Linked DNA regions of Hordeum vulgare: region 1 is linked to region 2. The links are chromatin contacts, called in public Hi-C maps. All regions are on one chromosome and are shown on one strand. The core of a region is the stretch at or near the end of the contact, and the rest is flanking DNA. Distances in the headings are between cores, read along the strand shown. Region 1 holds the start of LOC123429585 (probable carboxylesterase 18). Region 2 holds the start of LOC123425034 (ATP synthase mitochondrial F1 complex assembly factor 2).

What was found. A called contact is a pair of places that touch in the nucleus more often than the background predicts.
Region 1: a contact with region 2 is called in a Hi-C map of seedling, with 2.7 times the contacts expected there. The contact joins the promoter of LOC123429585 here to the promoter of LOC123425034 in region 2. A contact is called at or near these places in 1 of 6 Hi-C or Micro-C datasets (seedling) and 1 of 1 datasets of contacts at active chromatin or transcription factors (embryo).

What each region holds. Positions count from the first base shown.
Region 1 is chr2H:66,573,847-66,580,302 of MorexV3_pseudomolecules_assembly, forward strand. LOC123429585 (probable carboxylesterase 18) reads left to right here and starts at 3,449. Exons shown (of 1, transcript XM_045113613.1): 1 at 3,449-4,944. The coding sequence starts at 3,696. The coding sequence ends at 4,760.
Region 2 is chr2H:66,326,383-66,332,580 of MorexV3_pseudomolecules_assembly, forward strand. LOC123425034 (ATP synthase mitochondrial F1 complex assembly factor 2) reads left to right here and starts at 2,866. Exons shown (of 4, transcript XM_045108706.1): 1 at 2,866-3,250; 2 at 4,596-4,770; 3 at 4,931-5,208; 4 at 5,306-5,623. The coding sequence starts at 2,876. The coding sequence ends at 5,413. It overlaps LOC123425033 (bZIP transcription factor 60-like), which reads right to left and starts at 2,635. Exons shown (of 2, transcript XM_045108705.1): 1 at 1,191-2,635. The coding sequence starts at 2,499.

The DNA.
Region 1 (6,456 bases), core at 2,199-4,698, 250 kb after region 2:
TAGCTCTGATACCGTTGTTGGGGAACGTCGCATGGGAAACAAAAATTTACCTACGCGCACGAAAACCTATCATGGTAATGTCCATCTACGAGAGGGGATTTCTGATCTACGTACCTTTGTAGATCGCACAGCAGAAGCGTCAATAAACGCGGTTGATGTAGTGGAACGTCCTCACGTCCCTCGATCCGCCCCGCGAACCGTCCCGCGATCCGTCCCACGGTCTAGTGCCGAACGGACGGCACCTCCGCGTTCAGCACACGTACAGCTCGACGATGATATCGGCCTTCTTGATCCAGCAAGAGAGACAGAGAGGTAGATGAGTTCTCCGACAGCGTGGCGGCGCTCCGGAGGTTGGTGGTGATCTAATTTCAGCAGGGCTCCGCCCGAGCTCCGCAGAAACGCGATCTAGAGGAAAAACCGTGGAGGTATCTGGTCGGGCTGTCGTGGAAAAGTTGTCTCAAATCAGCCCTAAAACCTCTGTATATATAGGTGGGAGGGGAGGAGCCTTCCCTTGGGGCTCAGGAGGCCCCAAGGGGTTCGGCCGATGGGGGGAGGAGGATTCCTCCTAGTCCAACTAGGATTGGAAGGTGGAGTCCTTCCCTTCCTTCCCACTTCCCCTTTTTTTCTCTTTGATTTTCTTATCTCCTACGCAGGAGCCTCTCTGGGCTGGCCCACCAGCCCACTAAGGGTTGGTGCGGCACCCCTAAGGCCTATGGGCTTCCCCGGGGTGGGCTGCCCGCCCCCCTCGGTGAATTCCCGGGACCCATTCGTCATTCCCGGTACATTCCCGATAACTCCGAAAACCTTCCGGTAATCAAATGAGGTCATCCTATATATCAATCTTCGTTTTCAGACCATTCCGGAAACCCTCGTGACGTCCCTTGATCTCATACGGGACTCCGAACATCATTCGGTAACCAACCATATAACTCAAATATGCATAAAACAACGTCGAACCTTAAGTGGGCAAACCCTGCGGGTTCGAGAACTATGTAGACATGACCCGAGGGACTCCTCGGTCAATATCCAACAGAGGGACTTGGATGCCCATATTGGATCCTACATATTCTATGAAGATCTTATCGTTTCAACCTCAGTGCCAAGGATTCATATAATCCCGTATGTCATTCCCTTTGTCCTTCGGTATGTTACTTGCCCGAGATTTGATCGTCAGTATCCGCATACCTATTTCAATCTCGTTTACCGGCAAGTCTCTTTACTCGTTCCGTAATACAACATCCCGCAACTTACACTAAGTCACATTGCTTGCAAGGCTTGTGTATGATGTTGTATTACCGAGTGGGCCCGAGATACCTCTCCGTCACACGGAGTGACAAATCCCAGTCTTGATCCATACTAACTCAATGGACACCTTCGGAGATACCTGTAGAGCATGTTTATAGCCACCCAGTTACGTTGTGACGTTTGATACACACAAAGCATTCCTCCGGTGTCAGTGAGTTATACGATCTCATGGTCATAGGAATAAATACTTGACATGCAAAAAACAGTAGCAACAAAATGACACGATCAACATGCTACGTCTATTAGTTTGGGTCTAGTCCATCACATGATTCTCCCAATGATGTGATCCAGTTATCAAGCAACAACACCTTGCTCATAGCCAGAAGACCCTGACTATCCTTGATCAACTAGCTAGCCAACTAGAGGCTTGCTAGGGACGGTGTTTTGTCTATGTATCCACACATGTATCTAAGTCTTCATTCAATACAATTATAGCATGGATAATAAATGATTATCTTGACACAGGAATTATAATAATAACTTATTTATCATTGCCTCTAGGGCATAATTCCAATAGTAGAGTAGGACATGGGACATTAGCCGACTCACGGGAGTCGAGCTCCCGCCCTCTCCCATGCTCTACTCTTCCTCGTCGGAGCCCGTAACCCAGACGGTGCGAGGTGACAAGAGGTCGATGAAGAATTCTTCCTGGGAGGAGCCGACGTCCACCACGACGCGGTTGCGTCACCCACACTAGTGTACCCTACGGGGCGTCGGAGAGTGTGACTCCGCCTCTCCAGCATCCACTATAGCGAGGGCTTCTGTCGCTTCCCATACCTGCTGCCTCGCCCAGCGGGCACGCCGCGCCATGACATCGTCCGAGGATGGCTATGTTTCGTGCTCAACGCGCCAACTAAGGGGTTACGCTTCTGCCACGGTGTTCGCACGCCAGACGGACCGCACCACCTCCGGTCACGTAGCAACATTGGATCCAAGCACCGGTTGTGCGGACACAACAGATTCCCGACATTGCCAGTCCGAGCGCTGCTGTCGTGCGGCCGCCTCCCAGGTGCGGTGGAGCGCAATCTTGAATGCCATCTCCTCCTTGGGGCCGCGTGGGACGAGCTCGTGGTCGACGGATCTGGAGGTGAAGGACTCAGATCCGCTACCCGCCATGCGGGAGGTGAGCTTAGGTTGCGGATGGGAGTGGAGGGGAGTGGCTAGGGTTTGGTCTCGCGAGCGGATAGGGACGAATATATGTGGGATAGATGCGGGCCAGCGCGGGCCAGACGAGCGTGCCCGGGTGGGCCCAGGCTCCCCCATATCCGCCCCATATCAGCTCAACCCACACGTTTGAGGTCGGTTTGAGGGGTCCGTTTAGGTCGTTTTTTCGTGACGAGTGAGTGTATAGCTGGCCAAACAGACCGGGCTAAACAGGCCAACCCGCGAGCACGTCGGCACGGCCCGCCATGGGCCAGACGCGGCACAACCTAAATGGGTGGTGCGAGGCACGCAGCCCGCCTCGCGTCGTACCTTGGCCTGAAGGTTGAGCATGCGGGCCGGCACGACACGACCCACCATGGCCACGCACGACACTACCTAAACGGGCCGTGCCAGGTACGCAGCCTGCCTCGGGTCATGCCAGGCACGCAACCCGCCTCGGGCCATGTCTCGGCCTGAAGGTTGGGCATGCGGGCCGACACGACACGGCCTGTTTACATTTTTTATTTTGTATTTATACTATATATAACATATAAAATAGCATGACAGGCCAAAATCGATCTAAAATCGGGCCTGACTTGCCGACGGGCCGGTCCATATAGCTCTCATATCGTGTGTAGGTCTCGAGACTGTGCACGTGGACCGACTCGGTATGACCCGACTAATATTCGTGTTTGGTTGGCGGACCGTGCCGTGTCGGGCCCGTTTACAGCCGGGTCGGGTCGTGTCGGACCGGCCGTTTGAGTAGATATGAGTGAGTGACCGGGGCAGATCGTCTTTTGAAAAGAGTTTGAGTGGTTGAGTTGTAGATGCTCTTACACTCGTGGATTGCTAGCTTTGCCCGCACACGTGGTCTTCTCCACGGGACCATGGCGATGGCAGCTTCACCAATCATGCATCCGCACATGTCGTCGCGTTCGGCGGATCACGCCATTGATTCTACATCCGAACATGCTCCCGTAGTGCCTGGCCATCTGCGACCTGCTTGTCGCTGACACCGCCGACTGGAAAATCTGAGAGGAGATAAGGAGGACCGAGCGAGCCAGGATAGCAGCTAGGAGTAGTAGCAGAGGCAATGCCACTGCAGTGCTCGGCTATCTGGGACCTGCCAGTCGCTGCATGAAACGGACGTTGTCTTTGTCACTGTAGTGGCACAAACTCCAGCAGAGAAATCGATAAAGGCAGAGGCCGAGCCAGCCACACGCCTACACCGAGCACAACAGAGAAAAATGTCCGGCGACGTCGCTCGCAAGGAGCTCCGGGCGCGCGTGGGGGCGATGCCGTGGGCGGTGCGGCTCCAGCTGCGCGCGCTCGAGGCCGCCGTCGACGCCACGCAGCGCCGGGACGGCACCGTCAACCGCTTCCTCTTCTCGCTGCTCGTGGACCGCCAGGCGCCCGCCAACCCCGCGCGCGCGGACGCCGGGGGCGTCCGCTCCGTGGACTTCACCGTCGACGCGTCCACCGGCGTGCCGGCCCGCGTCTACTTCGCGGCGGCGGCGGGGGCGGAGGCGGAGGCGTCGCCGCACCCCGTCATCGTGTACTTCCACGGCGGCGGCTTCACGGTGTTCTCCGCGGCCACCCGCCCCTACGACGTGCTCTGCCGCACCATCTGCCGCGAGACGGGCGCCGTGGTCGTGTCCGTGACCTACCGCCTCGCGCCCGAGCACCGCTACCCCGCCGCCTACGACGACGGGGAGGCCGCCCTCCGGTACCTCGCCACCACCGGCCTACCCGCCGAGGTCCCCGTCCGCGTCGACCTCTCCCGCTGCTTCCTCGCCGGCGACAGCGCCGGCGCCAACATCGCGCACCACGTGGCCCAGCGCTGGACGGCGGCACCGGCGGCGACAACGCCTCCAGCCATCCACCTCGTCGGCCTCCTGCTCCTGTCCGCCTACTTCGGCGGAGAGGACCGGACAGAGTCGGAGAAAGCACTGGAGGGCGTGGCCCCGATCGTCAACCTCCGCCGGTCCGACTTCTGGTGGAAGGCGTTCTTGCCGGAGGGCGCCGACCGGAACCACCCGGCCGCGCACGTGACGGGCGAGGCAGGCCCGGAGCCGGAGCTGCCGGATGCGTTCCCGCCGGCGATGGTGGTGGTCGGCGGGCTCGACCCGCTACAGGAGTGGGGGCGGCTGTATGCCGCCATGCTGCGCCGGAAGGGCAAGGAGGTGCGCGTGGTGGAGTTCACGGAGGCTGTACACGCCTTCTACTTCTTTCCGGCGCTGCCCGACACCGGCAAGCTCGTCGGGGAGATCAGGGCGTTCGTGGAGAGCATCGCGCCTAGGTCGACCGCGTAGTGAACTGGAGACGATGATCGCGACCACTCGTCGTGGATGCCGTGGTGCATGTGGCTCTGCTAATGTATCTTGTTGGATGGTAGCCTGTTTCAGTGTCAAAGTCGGTGCGAGCAGCCGCGTCCGTTAAACTATTGCTCTGTGGTGTATAAGTTCGAGTTGCCATCCCAATATTTTCTTTGTGAAACATGTGACAGGGATGACGGGGACATGGCAGTGATGGCATCCAAAAGTAAAATGTTTGAGAATACTTTACATCTCAATTTCGCCACGCAAAAACTTTTATTTTCAAGAGTACACAAAATGCATATAATATAACTTTATAAAAAGCAGAATGAATTTACAAATGATTAGGGCATCCTATCCTCATAATTTAAGTTCTGGTTTTTTATTAATTTACTAGGTGAACATTTTATGAAATTACATGAGGCTTCACTTAGGGCTATTTATTTTTATTGTACATGAATGCTAAATGGGAAAAGGTGGCTAACTTCACGAGCATGGAACTTGTGGTTGACTGGTTGTCAGTTCAAAACCAGAGTGTAGCGCTTTTTTCAATTAAAAATCGTGCTGCTAAAAATCAGTACCTTACAATCAGGGGCGGAGATAGGAGGGACGACCAGGGGTTTTATATATTTAACTGATATAAACAAGTATACATGTATTTACCTCTCTCTCTCCTTCATCAGTGACCATATTTAAATCCTGGCTCCGTCACTGCTTACAACGGGCCTTATGTCATGTCGGCATGCCTCGTCAGCGTCGTGGGTGTATGCAAACACGATTAACATTGTATTTGCACGCCTGAGTTAAGTTTTGGCACCATTTCGATATATGTCACAAGTTTTAATACTAAAGTGATCGTTTGCGTCAAGTTCTAGCATCACCACATAATTGACTTCAAATCTTATTACCGACAGAAGTTATGACAATTTTTATTTGCAACATCGTCCCTCTTTTCTGTCGAGGTCTTGGCTCGGCCTCGTCAGGATCGACACTCACCGATGCCCGTCGCTTCACCAGTCACCCTAATCTCGGGCCTATGTGGAATTAACGAGTAATGCTACAACTATGCAAATTTGATTATAGATTTAGGGTAACCGGCTAAAAAGGGGATCAAGATTTAAGAACGATGGAGGAAGGGGCCTATCCCTTTAAAGTTAAGGAGGAGAGAAGAGGGGAAAATCTACACCTACGAATAACTTAAGTTGGATTTATAAGACCCTCTAATCCACCCCCATACTCCTGAATTTCAGTGGATAATCTTGATGCACCACATGTAGTACTCCCTCTGTAAACTAATATAAAGACATTTAAAACACTACTTTAGTAATCTAAACGCTTTTATATTAGTTTATAAAAAGAGTACTACATAAAATCGGTAGTTTGTTTTACATCAGCCTAGCATTGCTTAGAGGAGAGTTAGAGCAACTCTAGCAGACCCCACATCCCGCCGCCCCGTAAAACGCGTTTGCAGTTCGCGCAAAACCACTTTTGCGGGCCGGCGCGGGCTGACACAGATGCAGACTCCACAAACGGATCCGTAAAAAAGTATATTCACGGAATATGCTTTTTTACGGGTCAGCGTCTGCGGGTTCTGTTCGGACTCCACCGCGACGACCCGCAAACAGAAAACTGTAAATCTCGCATTTGACATAGGGTTTGGCAAACAAGTTCAAATTCAAACGAAATAAAAAGT
Region 2 (6,198 bases), core at 1,616-4,115:
GCTACAATTCAATTTTCCACATATATATGTATAGCTGTACAATGGCAACTGAGGTAGCACATCACATTGCCACACAATTCGGGTGTCACAACTACACACCCAGAACCGGCAGAACTTAAGCAAACTAACAAAAAGCATGCTATTGGTACAATCAATTACATGCTCTATCAAACCCAGCTATATCATTTATTCATTTTACACTGGATTTCGTCAGACTATCTCTAGAGCTTTCATCAATGAAGTTCTTAGGGATGAGTTAAATTTATAATGCCGTAATAGTCCACAACCACCAATGTTGTATGTTAATAAGCAACAACCATCAGCAAATGAGGGAACAGACCAGTTGCAGTAACTAACTGCAGTCAATTACAGGTTTAATTGAATTCAATTGAACAAAGGTGTCTGAGATAGCACCTATTTTTCCTACAGGAATAGATCCCTAATGTCAAGCTACAATTTAATTTTCTAAAAAATTTCAATACATACATGCATATAACTGCACAATTGCAACTGAGGTAGCACATCACATATCCTCAATGCTAACACTTTTAGAAATGTATGCTACACAATTTGGACAACTAAAAACATGTTACTGGTACGGTCAATTACATGCTCTATCATGTTCAACTAAGCATATTACATTGGGTTAGTCAAATTATTTCAAGAGCAATGAAGTTCTTAGGGACATGCTACATTTTTATATGCTGCATCACTCCACAAGTAATATTTATGTTAACATGCATACTGAATTACTGATACTGCATACATGCACGAGCACAGGTTGTATAATACGCTGCATTAGCAATTGTTGCAACTGCACAAGGCAATAATACACCAAACATAAGCTCTTGGAATGCGTTCATTGATCAAGTATTCAAGTGACGCATAACTATATAAGTCCATGATCGCCTTGCTGTGCATACTTCACATGGTAGCCATTTTCAAGTTGTCTACTGATCCGAACAGAGGCATCCACTAGATAATATTTCCCGAAAACTGACACCCTTATGTCGGCTAAGTAACTTGCAAACATCAAACATTATCTATTAGGAAGTTGCATCAGCTAGTGACTGTTATATTCGTATCAAGGTCACAGTATGATAACAAGTATAAAACCGACGTGGCACACGCACATAAGGAATTCATTTCTCAAATCTAAAGCAGTATGTAACTTCTTGTAGCATCCTTACCTGACATTGCTTCACTAAACCATTGTGGCAGTAATTCATCATCCTCTCTGTATATGCTTCCATCTCCAGCAGGTAAAGCCATCAGTTTATTTTTTATTGCTTTAGCAGATTCCATGACTTCTCCAGAATTCAACTGAGCCACATGGCCAGGAATTGCCAGACTAGTGTCTTCTTGTCCTTGGTTACATGAACTCTTCCCATCAGAGTGACACATGCGTGAAGAAGCTTTCTCACTCGCAACAACAGACTGGATAACCAGATTTCCATTGATCTTCACATGCTTCCCATTCCTCGGAATATACAACAACACCGGAAGCGTCTGACTTGAATTATGTGGCAACTCCGAATCAACACCTTCCGAGACACTATCTCGAGGCCCATCAACAGCCAGAACCCTCCCATGACGTGATTGTGATGGACCAAGCACAATTCCTTCTCGAGAATCAACTGCACCATACATCCGATTTACCGCAGGAACCAAACACCCACAGAGCATCATCAGGAACAGCAACCCAAGAAGACTGACACTGGCAACCTTCTTGGTCTTCCTAGACTTCTTGGCCGGTGGCTCTGCGGCAGCCGACGCAGGCTGCTTGGTTTTCAGCCGAGGTATCGGCATGAGCGGCACTTGGGAGCCGCGCGCTCCCATCGCATAAGCCGGGTGCATCCATGGCGGCGGCAAAGGGTACAATCCCGGGTACATGGGCAACGGCGGCGGGACGCCTGCGCCACCGGCACCGGCCAGTTGCTGCTTGAGAGCGGCGTTCTCGGCGGTGACGCAGGAGATCCTGGTGGAGAGGTCGGCGATGGTGGCCTGCATGGCCTTGACCTTGCCCTCCAGCTCCTCCACGTACTGCTTCTTCCTCTGCCGCGACAGGTGCGCGCTCTCCCGGTTCCGCACCAGCCGCGCACGCCGCTTGACGTCCTCACCCTCAACTCCATCCCTAGCCTTGCCGTCGCTCCCAGCGCTCGCGCTCCTCGAAGACGTCTCCGAGGACTCGTCGTTCTTCAGGCCGCCGTCCGCTCCGCCACCGGAGCCGGAGGAGGAGTCCCCGCCCCCGCCCCCGCCCGGCGACCCGGCCGAGGACGATGACGTGGCGAGCGGCGGCGGGGACGAGGGGAGCTGCACGTCGTCGGTGGGGAGGAGGTCGAGGTCGAGGTCGAAGTCGAAGTCTATGTCCAGATCGTCGAGGTTGAAGCCATCCAGCCCGAAGGCGTCGTCCCCGACCCCGCCGGGGCCGTGCGGGAACTCCGGCAGGTCGTCGGGGAAGGGTAGGTCCGCGAAGGGGGATGCCTCCGCGATGGCCATGGCGCGAGGTCCGGTCACGGCGAGCGCATGCGCCGTCTGTCGGGGTTCGAGATCTCACGCGGCGCCGGTCGCCGTAGCGTGCAGGGTTTGCGATGTGGGGTGGATGGAAAGGCAGGACTAAAGTTGGGGGATTCGGTCCGAGTCGCTGGTCGCCTCTTTGGCGCCGTGGAGACGAACCGGGCCCGCGTGGGGGCGGTGACCGGTGAGGGCAAGGTCAGATGCGTCTGGAACGTTCTCCGGGCCTCCGCGATGGGCCTTACTGGGCCGGAGGTAGCCTGTTGGGCTTACACCATGACATGGGCTGGGTTCGTGATACTTTTGTACTCAGTACATTTGGGAGAGAGAGGCCCAGGTGAAGCGGCGACCAGGCAGAGGAATGGCGACGACACTGGCGGGCCGCCGCCTGCTCCTGCTGCGGCGATGCGCGGGCGGCCGGCGGCTTTTTGGGACGGCGGCGGAGGCGTCACCGGGGCCGGGCGGGGAGGAGGCGGGGGGCGAGGCGATCTACGTGAGGAAGCCGTCCTCCTCCGCGACGCGGGACGAGACCTCGGTGGCGATGCCCATGTCGTTCATGACGGGGTCCGTGGTGGGGAAGCGGTTCTACCGCGACGCCACCGTGCGCCGCGCCGACGACGGCAACGGGTGGACGGTCATGCTCGACTACCGCACCCTCAAGACGCCCGCAAAGCGCCCGCTCAAGCTGCACTCGCGCAAGCTCGCCATGGCCGTCGCCGCCGAGTGGGAGTACCAGGTTCTTAACCCCCACTGCCTCTCCTCCTCTACTCTCCTCATTGTTCTGTTGTTTGGCTGATCTCGGCTGTGATACTGTACTTCAGTTTGAGATCATTAGGGTAGGGTTCTGTGTTATGGTTTGTATGGATGCCTCATCTCTGCTCACAGCGTACTGTTGCAATTAGCAAAATGGCTCGAATGAAATGGTATGGTTAGCGGTTAGTTTGACCCCGGTCTCGCCGATTTAACTGGCACGGAGCAATAGTGAATTATGTGAGGATTTAGTGAGCATTTCATTCTATTTTACATTTCAAATCTTTTGGATCTAGGTTTTCATCATACTAGTTAGTGCACAGATGACTTGAACCTCACGACTGAATTGCTTTTAACATTCTCGTTTCTTCGCCCTTTATCGTTTCATGAGAAGTTCTAAATGACCTGAATTGTTGTTTGCCCATAAGTTTAAGGAAACGAATAAACAATACCCATACTGCAGTCCATCAGCATAGATCTGTTCCGTTTATGCATAAAAGGTAGTTCGTTGCCTTATGTGTAGAATAGCGCTTTGGAGTTGAATTTGCACCTCTGATCTCTAGAGAGGCAACATAGATTGAAAATGAAACTAAAGCAAAACCCAATATGGTGGATGAAATCGCACAATATCAGTCGCTGTGCTATAGTCTGCTGGTGTAGGTTCATTGCATTTATGCAGAATGCACAGTCCATTGCCTTCTGGGGACTATAGGGCATGTATTAGAGTTGAATTTTCGCTTCTGATCTGTACAAAGGCAAGAGAGCTTGAAAATGAACACTACCACCGTCAGTACCTACAATAAAATTAAAGCAAGACTCGATAGCTGATGTACTCTCAGTGTGTCATATCTTATACATACCCATAAATTGTATTAATACTTAATGAAAACGGGGGCCATGTCGCCCCTCTCATCGAAATAAATAAATTGTATTCATATGCTGCAGTAGCTGAACGTAAGGATACTAGATAGTACTCCCTCCGTCCCAAAATAAGTGTCTCAACTTTGTATTAGCTCTAGTACAAATTTATACTAAGTTTGAGACAGTTATTTTGGGACAGAGGGAGTACTCACTTAGTTGTGCAAATTTATGTTTTTGGATGGCTGAGTTGCTGCTTTCAAATGTTCCCCGCTGTATGACTTATAATTTACAAGTTGTCAACGTTGTTACAAGTTAAAACAACTTGCCTTTACTGGATCTGCCACCATAGAGGAATGCAGGATTATATCTGAATTAACTTCTTGCAAAAAGAAATAAAATGTATTCCTATACTTCATTCCCTAGCTTCTTGATCAATGGGCGCTGGTACTGAAAGTTCCTTATTGTCATAGGAACAAGATGGAATCAGGCCTTTTACTATGCCTCTTATGAAGCTTGCTTGTACTGCACTGGAGAGAGTTCCGTTGACACGGACGAAAATAATTGCCAATTTGATGCAAAAATTCCATCAAGATTTGGTATTTTGCCGCTCACCTGCCGATGATGAACTTACCAAAGGAGTCTATGGTAATTTGCCAAATTTTGTTGTCATAAGTTGGCGCAGTTATTGTGCTTCAACATGAATGAACTGGTTTCAGGCTACTTAGATCCATATAATTAAATTGCTGATGCTGTCTGTCATTTGTTCCTCAATACAATTTTCATGCTTCCTTATTTTTGTGTGCAGAAAAACAGAAGGAGAAAATTGACCCAATACTGGACTGGGTCAACACTGAGTTTGGGTTCAAGCCTGTTGTGTACACAAGTTTTTTAGGAGGGAAGCAGGATGAGCGGCTAGCTAAGGCTGTAGAAACCGTTCTGAAGGAGGCAAATGATTGTGAACTAGCATCTATTGATGCTATGGCTGCAGCAGCCCATTCCTTGGTAATCCCTCTCGCAATCTTCAGAGGAAGGCTGGGAATTGATGAGTCAATTGAGCTGATCAGACTTGAAGAAGATCACCAGGTGTGATATTGCAACCATTTCATTTCTTTACTTTGACCCCTTGTTTTTTTCTCTCCTTTTTTTCTGTCTTATGGTCTTTATTCTTCCATAACCCCAGGTCGATCGATGGGGCCTGGTTGAAGGAGGCCATGATGTTGATATTGCTGATCTTAAAGTCCAGATGTCATCGGCTGTTGTGTTCCTTCAACTTTCATGGCTGAAGTAAAACATTTCTTATCGATAATCTATGGAATGGTTTCTCCCTTTTTGTTGCTTGTTTCTTGAGATTGTATATCATGAAGAGCTGTGGAATAATAATTAGCCGTAGATGGTTATAAAAAAAACAAAGTAATGTTACTCAACCGCTGCTAGCGTTGAACTTTTGCTTAAATGGAGCTCAGTATATTATGTTAGTAAGGATGTATGAAAACCCAAATCCTTCTGTATTACTGCGATCTCTGGTTGTGTCGGTGAAAGTGCTATCAATGGCATACATTATTATTTTTTTGGGTGTGATGAAGAGTGCAGTAGGAGAAATTTTTTGGGAAATAAATTTTGCAATCGGCGGAAGTGATGCTATCTGTCTATTCTTGCATTGCGCAACAGCACTAACTTTTTGTGCCCATGCTGTACCAAATAACTGCCAATTTATGAATGTAAAACACCATAGCACATTCCATCTTCCAGTTTATTACTCACTCCGTCCCAAAATTCTTGTCTTTGATTTGTTTAGATATGAATTTATCTAGTCATGTGTTAGTATTTAGATACATTCAATTTTTAGACAAACGGAAGACAAGAATTTTAGTACGGAGGGAGTATATAAGATGTAATAGTAGTAATAAATGGTTGATGTGAACTGAAAACTGAAATGCGTGTGAAGTCTGATAACCCCATGCTGCGGCTGGTGTGCCATAGCTTTCAGCTTGTCCGGAAGGTGTGTACTGTGTACACAATAGTTGAAAAAAAAAAAAACGCCGGTAGCCGGTGCAACAGCCGCCCCTGATGCAC